Regions from separate parts of the Mus musculus genome. Here region 2 is linked to region 1. A link is a contact called in public Hi-C data. All regions are on one chromosome and are shown on one strand. The core of a region is the stretch at or near the end of the contact, and the rest is flanking DNA. Distances in the headings are between cores, read along the strand shown. Region 1 overlaps Agap1 (ArfGAP with GTPase domain, ankyrin repeat and PH domain 1). Region 2 overlaps Agap1 (ArfGAP with GTPase domain, ankyrin repeat and PH domain 1).

Region 1 (3,622 bases), core at 759-3,258:
CCCTTGTCTGCTGCTACTGAATCATTTCAGGAATGTGGGCTTCATCCAGCAGCTCAGGTGGAGGGTGCTCATCTTCTCATGGGCTCCGCATTGGCTGTGTTTGATGTAATCGGGCCAGCATACCAGATGACTCCATTAGCATACCAAATTGCCAGTGCACAATGACCCTCGAGTCTCCATCCCCCACCTCTCTGTCCCAGGATGCATGCATCTGCAGCATCAGGGTCAGAGCCGGGGTAGACTCACCTGACTCTTGCTCAGGCTCCAAGCCTTGGCACCAACCTCTGTGGAGTGAGAAACCGTCCTTAGCAGAATTCAAAGAGTGTGGTGCTCAGGAGTCATCGCCAGAGTCTCCACCTACTCATTTCTTAATCTCATAGAACAAATTCCCTGTGTAGATGGCATATTTGAAGTATGCCTGTATCAAAATTGTTTATATCATTCAAAGACAGTACATGTTGAAAGCTGGTATCTTGCCAAGTGATATAAACCATGAAACTTTAAAGAGCCTCTGCGTCTTGGCATCAATCCGTCACACTGAAGAATAGGACTGCATTAGTCTAAGAGTATTATTGCATTACAAATTTTTTTGATTTGTTTAGGCAGAATATCATTGTGGCATGGCTGCCATCCCCCTGACTCAGCTCCCAGGGCAGTGCATCTAGTTTTTCTGTTTTTGTTTTCCAACTGATAATTCTCAATTGGTTTTGTTCCACTAACTTTCCCAGGCCCAAGACAGAGCTGTCCTAGCTGTCTGAACATGCGTGTATACACACACATGGTGGGGGTGGGCAGGGGGGGGTGGTGGCCCTGTTAAATCAGCAGTTCTCTGTGGTTCCCACACATACCCTTCCTGAGTGTCATCAGTGCTATGGTTCTCTAAGGCTGAGCCTCACCTGCCTTGTCCCACAACTCAGCCACTCTTATTGCTAAGCTACAGGGCCGTCTGTTCAGGGTCACTATAGATTAGTTCCAAGAGGAACCAAAAACCTTCAAAGCAATCCCTATGAGCAGAGATTGAAGGGCAGGGCGTCCTGCCCACTGGGTAACTAACCTCTGTCCCTTGACTGAGCCGATTGTCAGAGTCCAGGTGTGGCAGACAGGCTGGGGAATGAAGACTATCTTTTAAGTGGCCAGGCCTTCCTTTTGAGGCACCGGACACCATGATGTTATCTGTCTGCTGTGTCTACAGGATGCCACCCACCCTCAACAAAGGCTTGGGAACCAGGAGGCTCCCTCCTCATGACCCACCTGCCTGCCTCCTGTTCAGGAGAAATCTCACAGGGGGGTTTCCAACTTCATAGATGTTTACAAGGTGATGTTTCCTTGAGTATCAACAAGGGGAGAGTGGATTTTACAAATTAGCATTTGATTTCATTTTTTTTTAAAATATACCCTGGTGTTTTCCACAGTTAGCTTCAAATATAACAAAAGGTTACATGCAACCCCCAAGGGAAAATAAGCTGTAATTTATCATCATAATATGTTGGCAATTTATTTCCCTTATTACTCTGGCTGTAAAGACATGGAGGCAGATTAATCAACTGGTAGTTAGAAGTCCTGGGTTTTATGTTCACCTGTGAGTCTGCTACATGTGGGTATACTGGGTATATTGGTATTTTCTGCAAAGACTTGATTTTGTTCTATACACCAGTCACATTAAATAAGATAAAGGGGGGGGAGGGTGGAGACATTGTTCAGTGCTTAAGGACCCTGCTTGCTTTTCCAGAGAACACAGATTCAGTTCCTGCCACCAGTCTGTAAGCAGCCAGGGGATCTGATGCCTCTCTTTTGACCTCTGACACCAGACACACACATGCATGGTGCACAGACACACATAAATACAAACAGAACACCTATAGACAAATAAATCTGTATGGAAACATAGAGCAAGTAGGGGAACACTAATACATAAGAGACTGGCACAGAAGGTGAGACCAAGGCAGAAGGGAGGTGGCTCCCATCCCCATGGCTGCTAGAACTGGAACGGGCGCTGCCTGTGGTCTGTCTCACAGTGAGTCACACAGCTTTAGTCATGGCATTTCTGAAAGTAAATCTCCCAAGAGCCTCTCTAGTAGTTACCAAGACTTTCCCTAAGAAATAACCACTCTTTAGTAGAAGCAGTGTCTGTTTGGTGACAGCTCTGGTTGGGACATCTTGAGGTTAACCCTGCTGGATGGTGGTCATCAGAGAATACTGTCTGCAGGTGTTGCATAGTCTTCAGGCCTGAGGGAGGCTGAGGTGCAGTGTTGTCACCCCTAACCATCCCAGGTCTCCCCAACCTTGGGCTTTGGTTCAGTAGGCAGCAGTCACTGCCCTCTCGCTAATGCAGGCTGTGTGTGGATTATATTGTTCCCTAGAACCTCTGCGCTGCAGGCTGGAGCTCCTATTTTATTTGCTGTGTGTATTGCGGTCTCTGCAGAGCCTGGCTGGTGAGAGAGTGAGTCTGTCTGTCCATCCATTCCATCTGGTACTTCACTGGCCACATGGCAGAAGGCCCATGTGTTGCTACTTCTTCCTGTGTGTTTGGGGATGGGGGTGGGGGTCCTCCTGGCCCAGGCAGAGAAGAGAACAGGTGTGGCAGGTCCAGAGCAGGAGTTGAGGATTGGCTGTTTCACTTGGGAAGAAATTAAAATTAAACTGTATGTTGTAACCATGGCAACATAGCCCAGGGCCAACCTGGATTTTGAACTGTGTCTCTTACTGCCCTTATTTTGGAACCATGTCACATGACAGCCTGACTGTCTCCCAAAAATCATTGGTGGGGAGAGCTCTGGATTTTTAGAAGCAGTTTAGTAGTGTGCATCCAGTGTGCTGTAAGAAGCTATTTTCGCGGGCTCATGCCTTAAAGACTTCCCTGATGTTTAAATGCACGAAAGTGTTGATTTGTGACTTAAAACTGAAGCATGTGTAAGCAGTCGCAGATAGTCATGCCAGCCTGTGAGCTGAAAAAGAGAATGAGTCCTGTTGCTTATGTCTTTGACATGTAACCCTGAATCTTTGAGGCATAATGTCAAAATGAGCTTGAGTCCTTTCCAGGCCTGTGTTTCTGTAGGTCAGGTCCATGCAATGCTGTAGTATCATCAGAAGGTGGGAGTTAAGAGGCTGGGCCGGAAGGAAGCGGCTACGTATTTGCATATTTGGCAAATTTGTGTGTTTTGCACAGAACTAAAAATCTGGACATCTTCAGGACCCTGGACAGGGACACCCCAGGCTTAGCCTTCCCTCCGAAGCAGCGGGGACATCACTTCTTTCCTCCTTGTGACTTTCTATAGAAATAGCTAAGTTTCCAAAAGTGAGTGGAATCGTGCTATCAAAGAGCAGTCATACATCTAATTAACTTCTGGAGTTTTTCTCCTTGTCGATGTGCCTGGTCTCTCCCCGGCTGGTTCAGCCAGGGCAGCCAGCCCTCCTTGGGAAACAGACTCTTTGTAATTTAGCAGCTGTAAGCACCAAACTTGAAAAATGGCTGTGGCTGATTATGTAAAAAGAGACGAGGCTGGAAGGGAATGGGAATCTCTTGAAATGATTTCATTCCCACCTCTGTGCCCTGCTCAGCCTGCCTTTCTATCTTTCCAAGTACACTAGATTAATTTAAACTTTGTGCAGCTTGCATTCAGCT
Region 2 (3,632 bases), core at 465-2,964, 69 kb after region 1:
CATGTCACTTCCCTCATTAACAAGCAATTGAATTAATTAAATGCTACTCAGAACACGCATAACAAGCTACCGGCAGTGTCCAAATTAGCACTGATAATCAAGGCTGATTCCCTTTATTATCTTCCTAAGTGGTGTGCACACTCTGCGCTCCCTGTCTGCCCTCATCTATTTACATACCCCAGCTTCTGCCTTTGCACGGGGAGGTGATCTTACCTAGTTAATTTGCCACGATCACCAAGCATGGCGGATTGATGCCTGCCCGGCCACCACTGCCACAGCGTGCCTGTGGGGGAGCCCCCTCCCCGGTTGCCCTCCCCCAGCCCCAGCCTTTGTAGCTCACGCTCCCTGATAAATTAAAGGCCACCCCTGTGGTCTCTCAAGTGAGTAATAGAGGCAGAAATTTCATTTTGCAACTGGCTGATTTAATGATCCGAAGGGTAATTAATGGCCTGATTATCTTAATGTTAAATATGTCCGGCAGCAATTACTGTGACCTCCCGCTTGTCAAGGTCCGGGCTGTGCTCTTCTTTCAATTAAGTTCTCTGGGGCTTAATGGCATGAATAAACTCCTCTGATTCTATCATCCTGGACGCAGAGGGTTCAGGGAGCTGGGGGCTCGTTTGGAGTTTTAATCAGCCTGTCTTCTCTGGCGACCAGAGTTAACAGTTATAACAAGGGCAGTTTAACTTTCTGCTTTGCCCACGCAGACCCCTTCGCACGCGTGCACGCGACGCACATCTTTTATCTCGGTTATTTTTCCCGTGTTTATTTCAGTGCTCTGAGGGAGAAATCTGTTTGTGGAGGAAGCCGCTGTGCTCCTGAGGGTTGTCTCTTCCAATATAAATTACCATGTGAACGCTGTGGTTTTTCTGTTTGACAGCCTTAATTAATTGGCAGGAGCCCCCGAAAATGACAGTGCCACTAATTGCAACTCAGAGTGAATTTCTGTCACCACCGCGTGCCTGTCGGCGGCCGTGCCCCAGCTCCAACCACAGAGTAAGGCCACCCTCCTTGTCCCCTGTGTGTCCGGCACCAGCCCCGGCATGGCCAGACTCCCAAGGAGCCGAGGCTCTGCGGGCACGCATCTACTCAGAGGAGTGACATTTACTGCCAATAAAGTTTATACATCCACGGCTCTGCAGACCCAACAGCTGCCTGGGGAACCTCTGCTTTTACTTAAGATATTTAGCAACTTCTCTTAGCAGCCAAGTTGGAATCCGACCGAAAGTGCCATAACTCTCGGGGCAGCCCTTCCTGACTGGACGGGGCCTCATTAGCACATTACTAAATATGCGTGAGTTTACTAGAGCACTGGCCCGGATCCCAAAGATTCCACTATAAGTATTAAGCCAATTAGGAAAATGTACAGATGAGGAGTGCATTAACAGTGCCTTAGAAATAATACCTATAGATTACAGTGACAAGGCACAGAGCCGAGCGAGGCCAGGCAGCTTGGAGGAGATTTGTGCTTGGACAGCGAGCTTCTGACAAGCCCCGAACAGACCAGCCCCTATCATGGGAAGGGTAGTTGGAAGAAGAATCTTCTAAGCGGAACCATAAAGGGTTTCCGTTTACAGAAGATGCCTGACTGGCATTCGCCTTTGGACAGGGTGGTATGCAGGGTTTCTTATGCCGCTCCCCAGAAGCCTGCTTATTTGTCTGATGGCTGTGGGAAGCCAGTATGAGCTGGAAGCCAGCCTGGCTGCCAGAGAGAGCATCTTGGGTTGGAAATCTGTGTTGTTGCCTCTCCGAAGTGTATCCATGGAAACAGTTGAGGAGCTTCTGGGTGTTAAGATTTGCAATCATGGCTGGAGGATGCCTCTCGGGCACCTCGGCCAGTTGAGCCTCTGTCCACTTGGGAGAGCTTGTGGAGGAAGGGGACAGAAAGGTTTTAACTGTTTTAGGCTTGAATTACACACCAGCCATATACTCCAAAGGCTCATGTCTTTCAATGCAGTTTTGTGGTTCCACATAGGAAATGCTCCTCTCCCTGTGTCCATCACGGAAGGGCAGGAGGAAGAACTTCCCCGGTGTCCCCAGAGCCCTGTCTACTTTTTCTGAGCACAGAGACCCTATGGCCTGTGGTTTGCAAACCCGACTCCTGGCGCTGCCCTTAGTCCTTCTGTACCTGTTCCTTCTCAGCTCTGCAGCTCAGGAGAGATCACATCCACACCGCAGCTAGAGACACTGTGGTGTTAGCAGTGGCCGTGACTCAGCCCAGCCAGGTTTGCACTTGGTTTCTCTGTCCTTAGCTGTCCGTCCTATGTCTGGGTGTGGGCATTAGTAAGCTCCTTCTATATGGTGATATGTCCACGGTGCCTTCCCACTAATAAACTCTCAAAGCCTCACAGCAGTAAAGGAAGAAAAAACAGTGAGGAACCGTTTGTTTCTGGTTGCTCTCACATGGCAAGCCTCTGCTCAGGAGTCAGGAGTCTGCATTCTCTACAGCCGGTACTGATCTTAAGTTCTCATGCAGAAAATTTAACCGAGAACCGTGAGCCACTGGTCACCCGGCAGAGGTGCTGGCTAAGCGTTCCACATGGCTACACCCTGTTCCTGCCCTGGCCTCCCTCTGCATGTGTCTCTGACCCAACTCCCTTTGTAAAAACGTGGAGGCTGCTCTTCACCCACTGTTGTATCTATATGATGAAATGTGGAGCCTGCCGGAGGATTCATAGTTCAGCATCTTCTATGATTCTGGTTTTCAAAGCCAGGGTGTTTGATCCTTTGTAAAATGAAACTAGTCATTATACCTACCCACTTAATCATGCAGACTTAATGCTAACAGAAAACAATATTTATGAAGTTTCTTATCTAGAAAGTACGCTGGACTTTGTTCCTGGATCCTGCATGCTGCTAGTAAGAGAGACAGGTAGCCTCTGTGTTCTCTCCTGGGTGCATGGAAAATGTTACCGGTGTTCTGCTCTGTGTCTGTACACTGGCTTAGCAGCATCAGTACCATCTAAAAAGCACACACCCTCGAGATGCACCCCAGACCTGTGCAGCTAGCATCCCAGGGGTAAAGTGCAGAGAGATGCTTTAACCCTGGAGGTAAGCTTTTGTTTGCATGATTAGAATGCCGATAGCCCTGCCTGTGGACTATCTGTTCTTTGCCACATGTTAGTCTGGCCCCACATATCCAGAGAATCATCCAGCAAGAGTTACAACCACTACTAAATAGAAAGTTTGCAATAAGTATGACTTTTCCCTCAGAGTTTCAGCTAAGATTCCAGGGAGTGGCCTCAGGGTGGTGGAGCATGTGTCAGTAACATTTGATCCACTTGTAGCAGCCCTGTTGGATGTACTGTCCAAGCTCAGGATGTCCTGTATCCTCAGACACCATCCTTAGCCCAGTTGATTCCAAACCATTCTCCCCCAGAACTGACCACCATCCTCTAACAGATCTACTTGCTATCAGGATCATTACCTGAAATGTAAATGCATTTTTTGAAGTATTCCAATAGAATACCATCCTTGATTATTGAAATAAGTTATGAACAACTGGATCACTGAGAGCAACTAGAATATTGTTTGTTTTTTTGGTTTTGATTTTAAGATAGGGTTCTTATACGTAGCCCTGGCTATCCTGGAACTGTTTTTGTAGACCAGGCTGACCTCAAACTCACAGAGAT

What was found. Hi-C and Micro-C count contacts between places; a contact is called where the count stands out from the background.
Region 2: a contact with region 1 is called in a Hi-C map of cerebral cortex, with 1.7 times the contacts expected there. The contact joins two enhancer-like sites. A contact is called at or near these places in 14 of 484 Hi-C or Micro-C datasets (the HPC-7 cell line, cerebral cortex, embryonic stem cells and 2 more) and 1 of 115 datasets of contacts at active chromatin or transcription factors (cardiomyocytes).

Annotation. Positions count from the first base shown.
Region 1 is chr1:89,778,858-89,782,479 of GRCm38.p6, forward strand. The region is part of intron 12 of Agap1 (ArfGAP with GTPase domain, ankyrin repeat and PH domain 1); the gene reads left to right. Among named protein-coding and RNA genes, the nearest start is that of 4933400F21Rik, 97 kb to the left of the region's middle. Within about 2 kb of position 2,009, at least 25 of the 459 cell types and tissues checked have an H3K27ac peak or open chromatin away from gene starts, as enhancers often do. A contact at or near this core is called in cerebral cortex, where this site is marked.
Region 2 is chr1:89,848,342-89,851,973 of GRCm38.p6, forward strand. All of the region lies in intron 16 of Agap1 (ArfGAP with GTPase domain, ankyrin repeat and PH domain 1), which reads left to right. Among named protein-coding and RNA genes, the nearest start is that of Gbx2, 81 kb to the right of the region's middle. Within about 2 kb of position 1,715, at least 30 of the 459 cell types and tissues checked have an H3K27ac peak or open chromatin away from gene starts, as enhancers often do. A contact at or near this core is called in cerebral cortex, where this site is marked.